2 separate regions of the Pan troglodytes genome follow, and region 1 is linked to region 2. Evidence: chromatin contacts called from public Hi-C data. All regions are on one chromosome and are shown on one strand. Each heading gives the region's core, a stretch centred on a gene start, on an enhancer-like site or on the middle of the called end of the contact. The rest is flanking DNA. Distances are from core to core; before and after follow the strand shown. Region 1 overlaps PRICKLE2 (prickle planar cell polarity protein 2). Region 2 has its middle 6.7 kb from the start of PSMD6.

Region 1 (5,840 bases), core at 556-3,055, 160 kb before region 2:
TCACTCTCTTACCCTGGCTTTACTGTTCTTCCTCCAGGGGCTCTCATGTTACTGGTACAGACAGCATCACGTACCTGGGCACTCAATAGTGACATTCATTCAGCAAATATTTTTTGAGTGCCAACTATATGGCAAGCACTTTCCTAGGCACTAGGGGACAGCTGTGAATAGAAAAACAAGTACTTCTGCCTTTGTGGAGCTGACAGTTTAGTGAAGGATGCAGACAACTTAATAGCTGAATAACAAGACACATTCAGAGACCGATGTCTATTAACAAAGCAATAAGAAAGGGTGATATGATCTAGAGCAAGGAGTTGACAGGCTTTGTCTGTAAAGATCTAGATAGTAAATATAGGCTTCATGGATTGTACAGTCTCAGTGGCAAATACCCAACTCTGATGTTGTAATGTGAAAGCAGGCATGGACAATAGGTGAACAAATGGGCATGGTCATGTGACAATAGAACTTTACTTACAAAAACAGGAAGGGGGCCTGATTTGAAACACAGACCCCTGATTTAGAGAATCTATCTACTTTATATTGGATGTCTAAGAGAAGCCTCTCTGCAGAAGTGACATTTGAGCTGGGTCTTTACATGGAATGATGGCTTGATTACCCAGATTTGGTCTGCCTCGTCCGGTGGTTTTCAAAACAAGGTTCCCATACCAGTACCACTAGTATCACCCGGGAACTTGTTAAAGGTAGACTCTTGGGACTTGCCCCAGACCAAATAAACCAGAACTCTGAAGATGGAGCCCAATAATCTGTTTCAACAAAGCTTTTAGGTGTTTCTCATGCATGACAAAGCTTGAGAGCCATTACTATTGGCTAATGGAAAAGCCACATTGCTAGGAATAGATGAGGCCACATCTTGACTCCATCACTTAACTCTGTAACCTTGGGCATCTCCCGCATCAGTTTTCTTAGCTGTAACATGGGGATGCTTCTGCCCAAGTCTAAAGTAGCTAACAGAGAAGAAGTGAATTCATCTTTGTAAGGATCCTAGGAGAAAGCGGACACAAAATAGGTCCTCAGCAAATGGTAGCTGCTGTCCTCATCAGAATCATTATTTGAATCTCCAAGACACTGAAGCAGATTTGCGTGCAGATACGGATGAAGGGTGTGCCCCAGAAGCTACCCAATCCCATTCCTGTCTTTTTCCCTTTGACTGGCATGCCCTGGATATCACCCAAATACAAGGCTGATTGTTAAAGGAAAACTCAAGATGCTTTTAAAAGTCTTTCACTGGCCGTGTTTCTTCAGCTCCCTTTCTGGCCTGTTAACCTAGAGCATGCGCTGATACCTTTTACTGCAGGACCGTGAATTATACAGCTGTGACTCACCACCACCCGGCTGGGGCCACAGTGCCAGGCGTCCAGCTTTACCGTTAGCTTTCAGGCTACTGACAGTTTGCTCTTTTATGTGAGAAGCTATTTATACCAGGAGGGACAAAGGCTGGCAGATGCTGGGGGAAGGGAGAGAAGAATGACAAAATGGTTCATCTCCCAAGGTCTGCTGGGTGGTTTTGGCTTATAGGAAAGGAATGCACTATCTAATAGCCCTTCTAAAACCCCCATAAAAACCGTCATTAGACTCACCAGCCATTTGCAGAGTGTTGTCTTTATTTCATTACTCCATCAGCACATGCTGAGATCAAAATGGAATTTCATGGTACAGGGAGATGCATGTCTCTCCAACTGAATTGGATTAAATTCCCCCTAAGCTGCATCTCCTAGTTAGCCTTCACTGTCACTCACCTCGGTGTTTTCAATGCAGTTTGAGAGATGAGTTGGGAAGGGAGGGAAGAAGGGGGCAGGGCAGGAGGAGGCTTCAAAGCAGTCCACCTCACTCTTCTTGGGAAGCTAGTCACATGAACAATGCTGTATTTATCTTGGCTCCAGAAATACACTGATGTCATCAGATGGCAATGGGAAATATGCCTGTGTGTGCAGCTTTCAATAAAACTGCCTGTTAATAAACTTGTTTTCAACGGAGCTGTCAGAGTTGGGACTAGAACCTGGGTTCCCAGGCTTCAGGGCCTCTGCCAGATGAAGTCAGCAGCAACATGGCCAGATTCCACCAGCAGGGACTTGTCAAGTCTTGCGTGCAGATTATGAGGCCTGGAGAGGCCAAGGCTCATTTGCAAATGCAGGAAGAGAGACCTGCAATTGAAGTTCTAGCTTTCAAGACAGGTATCTCCAACCTTTACAGTAAATTCACTCTGGGGTCCTAAAGTTTGGGACTTGGCCTCTTACTTAGACTTCCTGCATAAATTCACAGCTGCACACCCTTTCTGCTGACTGGGCAGTCTACACTGTAGCCTGGTGTGAGAGTTGATGTAGTATCAAGATGATCTCCTCTGCCTTATGACGCAGGAGATATTTTGAGTAATTTCATGGGATGATTGGATTAATCCACCACCAAATCAGCAAGTAACTAACTTCCTTCCTCAATCTATTTATCTGCCTGTGCCTTCATTTATTCATTCATTTGTGCATTCAGCCATTTATTCGTTCAACAGTTGTTTATTAAGTACCCATATGTGCAAGCTGTTAGTATAGGTGTGATTTCAATATGGCAGTTTTCCAGGTCCAATCAAAAACTGGAGCTTTCCAACACCAGTCTTTATATGTTGCTTTAGGTGGCCTGGAGCCATACAAAGGTAGATGTAGAAAGAGTCTCATGGAAGACCCATGCAGACATCAGGCTTTGTGCTGGCCTCTGATAACTTCTGTCTTTTGAGTAACTATCCTTCTGGGCTCATAAGTGTTTGAGAGTCTAAGCTTCGATGATAACTAGCTCTGTGTTCAAATTTTAGCTGTGCTGCTTTCCAGCATCGGCCAAGTTAATTCGCCTCCCCAAACTTTCATCTCATCTTCTGAAAAATAAGGATGTCAGTACTTAACTACAGCATAGTTGTGAAAATTAAATGAAACAATGCTTTAAACATTTGTGGTTTTTAAAGTGGCTGCTCTTAGTTTTCTTTTCCATAGTCAAAAATTGGAAATAACTCAAAAGTCTATCCACAGGTAAATGGATAAACATATTGTATTATATCCATGTAGTATACTACTACTTTACAATAAAAGTGAATGAACTGTTGATCTATGCAAAGTGAATCAGAGTCTGAGAATCATTATTCCAAATGAAAGAAGCCAGGCAAAATAGTACACACTTTGAGATTTCATTTATATAAAACTCTAGAAAATGCAAACTAATCTGTAGTGACAGAAAGCAGATCAATGGTTACTTGGGGATGGGGAAATGAGAGGGAGGAACGACAAAAGGATTGACGAGAGTTCTGGGGGTGATAGGTACATTTGCTATCTTGATTATGTTGATGCTTTCATGGGTATATACATATGTTGGAACTTACCAAATTGTATACTTACATGTGATTTATTATATGTTGATACCTCGATAAAGTGATTGAATAAATGAATGAATGAAGTTACTCTTTAGCAAACAGGAAGGCAAGCTTCCTCCCATGCCAATGGTGGAGGCTTCCTAAGGTTTCATCAATTGCCTCAGGGAGTAGCTAAGTCTTTTGCCAAGCTTTTGTCAGAAAGAACTTCTCAGTATTAATCATGCATAATGAAAAGGAGATTTGGGGTAGAAACTCATCAACATCCAGATGGATGGCACAAGAAAATGAGTTCCACAGACTGGCTCATTTCATAATCTCTAAGCTCCCAAGGACAGTGCCTAACACGTAGTTGGCACTCAGTAAATAGTGGTGGTAGTTGTTATTGCTATGGCAATTATTAGAGTGGTACAAAAGTAATTGCTGTTTTTGCCATTACTTTTATCAGATAATCTAGCTTGGGGACTGACTTTTTCTAATTCTTAGTTGGGAGGCTGTCTTTTCCTAACTTACTGAAAGATACCAAAAATTCTAGCAGCAACCTAGGGGGGTCTGTAAACATTAACTTCCCTACAATCCTCGGGTCCTGAGAAACCTTTCTGACTCTTGCCAAAGGGTGTTAGGAAAAAAGAGATGGTGTCTCCATCCTCACTGGATCCAGTGTTTGGTGAGAAGGTAATAATTTCCTCAGGGTCGGTGATCAAAATTGTGAACACTTAATCTCTGTATGTTCCCAAGGACAATATCTAACATGTAGGCCCTAACATTTGGGCTTTTATTATAGTCTCCTTTCTCTTCCATCATTATGTAAGTTATTGCAAGAATCATAGCCTTAGAGAGGCAACCAGGGAAAAAAGCTGCAGTGCCAACCAACTAAGTTTGCCAACCACTTGGCAATTGTATGTGTGGTGAGAGAGAAGGTCAAATGACATGGATAAATTTGAGGTTGGGCTTGAACATAGTTGTGAAACATCCATCTTCTTTTGTGCCCCATTGCTGTGTGGATAGTCAAGAATTCATCTGGATGGTGAATATGCCATGAGAAACAGCTCTTCTGGCCTGGAACAGTGACTCATACCTGTAATCCAAGCTACTTGGAGCCTGAGACAGGAGGATCGCTTGAGTGATGGCTTGAGTCTAGGAGTTTGAAACCAGCCTGGGCAGCATAGCGAGATTCCATCTCAAATTTTTTTTTAAATCAGTGGGTCATTGGTGTGGGCCTGTAGCCCCAGCCATTCAGGAGGCTGAAGCTGGCAGATTGCTTGAGCTCAGGAGTTCAAGGCTGCAGTGAGCTATAATAGCACCATTGCATTACAGCTGGGTGACAGAGCAAGGCCCTGTGTCTTAAAAAAATAAAATTAAAATAACTAAACATAACTAAAAGAAACAGTTCTGCTGAAATATGGTCAGTGGGACCATTTACTGTGGTCTTTGTCAAGCACAGTAGTTAAGAGCCATGGCTGTGGTATCAGACGCAGCTGGGACCTGATCCAGTTCTGCCACTGTCCAGCTATATTTATGATTGGAGCAAGTTATTTTACCTTGTTGAGGTCATTCTTTCTCATCTATAAAATGAAGACAGTAATGTTTCCTGCCTTATAGAGCACTTAATCAGTACCTGGCATTTCAAGAAATGTGTATCTTTCCAGACTAGAATGGCCAATTGTTTTGAAAACACTTTTCTTGGTAAGGCCCATCTGGGGAAACAAGACTGAGATCTAAGTCTGAAGTTCTTGTCCATAGATGTTGGGGGCAAGAATTAAAGCATTCTAAGATATAAGCAAAACAAGACAGAACAGAAATTCTTAAGCCCAAACCTTGGATTTAATATTTAAGAAAACAGTCTCAGAGAACATACGTGACTTGCTCATTGTCGCATAGGGCCAGTGCTTAGGGAGCAGCTAATATACCACTCTTCCCCTACCACATCAGGGTAGATACCCAGGGAATGTAGACTGGGAAGATACACAGAAAAGAGAGCATTCAAGTGCAGAAAAAGTCATGAATCAGAAAAGTTTGTTTTCAGGCAGTGATCAAGTGGCCTTGACCAAGTTTCTTTGCATCTTGTAGCTTCTATTTCCCATTTGGAATGTAAAGATATGAAATATTTTCTTTCCATTATAAAGTAAAAATAAACATGGCAATGTTTCCAAATTGTTAGAAGAAAGATGATAGAGTTCATGAACAGTAATTACTATTGCTATGATATACTCTATAGCTTTCATAAGTTTTGCCTTTTTGGTCTATCAATGCCGAATGAAGGCAACTTAAAATCTTTCTCTGTAATTATAGATTTGTTTTTCCTTAGATTTCTGTTTTTGCTTTATGCATTTGAGGCTATGTTTTTAGGTGCCCACAAGTTATAGTATATAATATATAACATAACCTATGGTTATATTATAGTTTTGATAGATTATTCTTTTGTAACATTCCTTATAAATATATGTGTTATTTATTTTTAGTTTATTTTAACATA
Region 2 (5,438 bases), core at 1,322-3,821:
ATAAAAAAAGAGGAATATTAAAAATTTCAAACAAAAATTTGGCTTGTTCATGGTCTAGGAAACCTACCAGGCAGCCTGCTTTTGAAAAGGAGAAGATAAGGTTCCACAGCACATGGCGTGACAACCATTTATGACCTCTCCAGAGACAATATTCCACACGAGACCATCTGATTAGAAAGCAGAGTCCATGAAATAGACTTGTCTTGCTATTTCTGTGTGCTTTTAGGAAGCCTCTGCTCACTGAGAAGAAAGAAAAGAATGTTCCTATAAACTTGTGATGGAAAAGCAATAAAAGCCACCAGAGACATTCTGAAATTTTTATTCTAATATTTCACTGACCAGAAGGAAGAAGCAGGAAGCCTTGCTTCCTGCAAGTTCAAGAAATAGTTGTCAGCAATAAGGAGAGACCACATTTTTCTGCCTCGTATAAAGCTTAAAAAGCAGGGGAATGGGGTTCAGAGAGAAAAGGGCAATTGATCTAATTGGACTAGAAGAAAGTATACTTTAAAAATTTTTTATTATGATAAAAATGCATAAAATTTGGCATTTTAACCATTTTCTTATTTCTTATTTTTTATAGACAGGGTCTTGCTCTGTCACCCAGGCTGGAGGGCAGTGGTGCAATCATGGCTCACTGCAGTCTCAACTTTCTGGGTTCAAGCCATTCTCCTCCCTTGGCCTCCAGTGTAGCTAGGACTAAAGGTGCAAGCCACCACGCCTGGCTAATTTTATTTTTACCATTTTCAAGTGCATAATTCACAGGGATTAATTGCAACTATCACTGCCGTCTTTTTCCAAAACATTCTCATCACTCCCCACAGATACTCTGTACCCATTAAGCACTAACTCCTTATTCTCCTTTCCCCAGCCCCTGGTATCCTCTGTTCTACTTTTGTGTGTGTGTTTCTTTATGAATTTACCTATAGAAGGAAGTATTTTTGTGTACCAGGGAGCAGTAAAACCAAGTCAGTGAAAAGACTACCTCTTAATCGATTCAGTACTGAATTCCGTAGACAAGCGAAGCCACGCAAGGTTTCAGAGCAAAAAATACAAGCCGGCTAGAGCATTGCTTTCAGAAGCTTCATCTGGCAGTGGTGTGTGGGATGGATTGGGGTCTGGAGACCAGTTGAGAGGTTGTTATAAAAGCCCAGGCTGGGGGTAAGGAGCACTTGGAGCCACTACTGAAATGAGAAAGAAGATTTAGGAGACATTTTAGGGAATATACAGGAGGAAGCAGCCACAGGACCTGGCAAAATTACCTCGGGGAAAAAAGGGAGGGAGGATGACAGATGTTTTGAGTCTGGGTGACTCGGGTGATTAATTTTTAAACTATGCATTTTTAATTAGGCTTCTATAAAAAGTCACAAAACAGTCATTTAAATTATCAACAAAGGGTTCCAAAAAAAGATCAGAAATGAGTGTGATGTTCTTTTAGGAAAAAAACCTGAATCAAACAAAAGAATTCTATCTTCTAAATGTCAAGGTTCATGTGACATGACATGGCATTTCATAGGAAAGGAGGGAGGTAGGGAGGACCAGGGTAATCAATCAATCTAGAATGCTCGAAGGTAGGAATTCAAGGGAGGGAGAAGGAACTGACTCTATACGGAAGGCCATTATTCATGGAGAGCATGTTGTGGCTAATATTTAATAATAAGAAGTACGATATTATGGCTAGAAGCGTGGAGTCTGAATCCAGACTTTTTGAGTTCAAATCCTACTCTGTCATGAACTAGCTGTGTGACCTTGGTCAAATTGCTTAACCTCTCTGAACCTCTGTAATATGGGTTAATATAATATCTATCTGATACAGTTGTTTAATTGATTAAATGACTTAATATATATGTAATGCTTAAGTACCTAGCACATAGCAAGTGCTATACAAGATTTTGGCACCATTATTATTCTTAGGCTAATTTAAAAGAGCAACGTAAAATTTAAAAAGTTTCCCTGTAAGGTTGAATAACTTACTAAGGAAATCAGAAATAAAGGAATCACAAAGTCCGACATACAGCCACAGCTGAAATACCTCTTTTCTGTGATTTAAGAATGCTGCCTTCTTAGGCCAATGCTAATTATTCACCTGCTTATTAAATATTATTTTAAAAACACTTAAATTGGTATGATACTAACTCACTTTTTAAAATTCATTGACTTGGAATTTTTCTAACCAAGTTTAAATTTATTTGTTTCAATGGTCTGAGTCCATTCACTTTTTTTGCCCATGACAAGGGATGCTGAGTTGAACAGGAAGTAGGGGTCAAATCAGTAGATAGTTGACTAAATGAAGGAAATAATGATTTGTATATTTTCCGAGGCGATCTTTGAGGTGAAGGTCTAAATTTAGGAATATGGATCTTTAAGGATTTTTTGCTTCATTTGTAACCAAAATCAGGGCAGCGGTTCAAAGGACAGACTCAGCTTTTACACCAGTGGTTTTTTTCAGTGATTTTTCTCCTGTGAGACTTAGAAAATGCTGTGCTTACCATCCAGTGCCTCTGTCGTGCACCCCTGTCCTTTGCTAGGGCTGCACGTCGTCACACCCACCTGGCCTAGAATTCCCCATCTCCCGGTGGGACCGGAAGACAGTCTACATCCGCACGCCGTGCTCTGCGGGAAGCGGTGGATACTGCTGCCCTCTGCTGGTCACCACTTGAAACACTTCTCCTGGGCTTTTCCGAGGAAAGGGGCTGTGAATAAGCAAAAATCGCAGCACCAGAAGAGGGATGGGTTCGAAACCTCTGTAACCCGAAACCGTCGAGCTCACCCACCCACCAACCTCCTGTGCACCTTGCAAAAAACAAAAAAAATTTTTTTTTTTCAAAATAAAAACAGGCCAGGCGCAGTGGCTCACACCTGTAATCCCAGAAATTTAGGGGGCAGAGGCAGGTGGATTGCTTGAGCCTGGGAGTTCCAGACCGGCCTAGGCAACATAGCGTGACCTCGTCTTTACAAAAACTACCCAAAAAAGCCGGGTGTGGTGGCGACCCCCGTAATCCCAGTTACTAGGGAGCAGAGGTGGAAGAATCACTTGATCCCAGGAGATCGAGGCTGCAGTGAGCTGAGATCGCTCCACTGCACTCCAGCCTGGGCGACAGAGCAAAATGCTATCTCCAAAAAAAGTATTAATTAATTAGTTAAAATAAAAACAGTACTAAGTAGTACAGATGAGTGATAGGAAGTCCAATACGGTTCTGATTCGTCCCATGATTAGACCACACCTCTTGTTTAAATGTTTACCGGTTAATTCTTTCCCAATGTTCACTTTCTTGTTCCTATGCTTTGCTGCATCAGCGGGTGGTTGAGACAGTGCTGTTTCAATATGTGCAGGGTAGTTTCTTCAAGTTTATCTTAAGAAATTGCAATGTACTTGCTGCATGTGTTACCATAGTGCTCTGTGGCTGTGTCTTAGTTTCACTTGTTTGCTTACACAAATCAGAGACTCACCCTTCTTTTTTTTTTCTTTCGATATTCCATATTCTAGTGGTTCCTTTGAATTTATGCTTTTATAGTGTCTCTCCTCTAGTCCTCTTTATCATTTTTGTTGTTAAATAATTGCATTTGATTTCTGGAAATTGCTCCATATCAGCTCATAAACATTTTCTTTATTTATTTCTTTATTATTTTTTACAGCTGCATAATACCCTATCATGTGTTATGTACCATCGTGTATACAACCATTTTCCTATATTTGGGCATTTAAGTTGTTTCCAGTATTTTACAATTTTAAACAATACTGCAATGAATAACCTTGTGCATGGGTATTTTTGAATTTTTGGAGGTGTAGCTTCAGGATAAGTTCCCAGAAGCAGGATTGCTGGGTCAAAGGGTGAATGCATGGGTATTGTTGTTAAATTGCAGGAAATTGTTCTTCTTAGGGTCAGAGACTCCCTATGAGACTGCAAGTGACTAGTATTTATTGTGAGGATAATTTAACAAGTGATTAAAAACACTGGAATATTAGTACTCAAGAAAATAGGGTGTGACGTCAGCGAAGGCAAGAGGCATAAACTCAAAGAGTTGGGAAGAGCAGGAATAGTAGCATGAATTGGTGTTGTAAAGATGGTTTTGCTGCTGGATTTGCATGTAAGGTTGACCTTAGTCTTTTTGCCACATAGGCTGATGATGATCCACCCCTGTGTGCCATCATTTTCTGTGGCTAGGTTCTTTTCTGTCCGTCTGCTTCTGCTCAGATTCCCTCCGGGCTCCTTTGCTCAGTAAGGCGTACCTCTGTTTCTCCTGCCCCTCCTTGCTCCTGATTTCAGCCTGCTATTCAATCTCTGACAGATCCCGGCTGCTCTCCTCCAACATCCTCCCTTCTATTTCATGACCCTATGGTGTCTACACCCACTACTAGCTGGTGATTCCAGCCACAGTTTCTAATTCAGATTCTGAAAAGTAAAAGTCTGAGTGTCCCAGATCTTCCCTTTGGAACAACAGTTTGTAGGCTTCAGGTAGATGATCACTTGCAGTTCAGACTGCTTCCCTGGGTGTCATGTGTCTACCCAGGATGAGCCCTACAGAAGGACTGTGGGTGGAACTAGAGGTATGACAGGTTAACATGATTGATATGTAAATTTTAGGCAATTTACCAGAAGTGGGAGGATGGCCACTTCTCAATGGCTACGCTGGTTCAGCTGCAAGTTCCTGATTTTTCACATCATGTTCCCAGGATCGTATACTTAGCGCCCTGCAGATGACTGTGTGCTGATTTTCAAACCACAAAGAGGAAAACAAACTAGAAAAACCTCTTCATCACCACTTATTTTATACACAAAGGGGGGTAATTATTAAAGGAACTAAGGAAATTGGCACAAAGTAACTGTTTTTAAAGATGACCCTAACCCAAGCCCATCATTTTAATCTAACCTCAAATATCACTTCATCAAAAAAAAAAAACCTTTTCTATTCCATTCGTGCATTCATGCCTTCACTAATTTTGCCACTAATTGAATAATTTATTTAATCGTGTATTGCTTCTCTGTCTCTTTCTACCCTTTCCCCACCAGAATGTGAACCCCATGAATTTTCTGACCACTGCTCTGTCTGGTACCCCAGCACATAGTAAGAGGTCTGTGCTAACAGTGGGGTTGCATGAAGTGTGTCATCCTGGGGGACATATTTCACTCTCCCTGCCTTGTGCAAGTGTCTTCTTGTCATGGAAAAAGAAAACTGATATTGCTCTCAGCAATTACCCAACCTGCTCCAGAAACAACAGTGTTTCCTAAGCACTCTTTTTCCTTCAAAATACTCTTTTGGAAAGGAGTAATTTAGTGAGGAAGAAATGAGCATGCTACATCAATTGATCATGATGCTGCAATAACCCTGAAATTTTTGTGCATTCCAAGCGGATACTCTATGTAAAGTTTCCATCCTATGTGGTGTAATCAATAACTGCCTAACAGGAAGGATGCTGGCAGGAGCAGAGATAACTCCGC

What was found. A called contact is a pair of places that touch in the nucleus more often than the background predicts.
Region 1: a contact with region 2 is called in a Hi-C map of stem cell-derived neural progenitor cells, with 4 times the contacts expected there. The contact joins two enhancer-like sites. A contact is called at or near these places in 2 of 7 Hi-C or Micro-C datasets (induced pluripotent stem cells and stem cell-derived neural progenitor cells).

What each region holds. Positions count from the first base shown.
Region 1 is chr2:68,153,611-68,159,450 of NHGRI_mPanTro3-v2.0_pri, reverse strand. The region is part of intron 3 of PRICKLE2 (prickle planar cell polarity protein 2); the gene reads left to right. Among named protein-coding and RNA genes, the nearest start is that of PSMD6, 160 kb to the right of the region's middle. Within about 2 kb of position 1,805, at least 12 of the 24 cell types and tissues checked have an H3K27ac peak or open chromatin away from gene starts, as enhancers often do. A contact at or near this core is called in stem cell-derived neural progenitor cells, where this site is marked.
Region 2 is chr2:67,998,639-68,004,076 of NHGRI_mPanTro3-v2.0_pri, reverse strand. No RefSeq gene overlaps it. Among named protein-coding and RNA genes, the nearest start is that of PSMD6, 6.7 kb to the right of the region's middle. Within about 2 kb of position 2,571, at least 6 of the 24 cell types and tissues checked have an H3K27ac peak or open chromatin away from gene starts, as enhancers often do. A contact at or near this core is called in stem cell-derived neural progenitor cells, where this site is marked.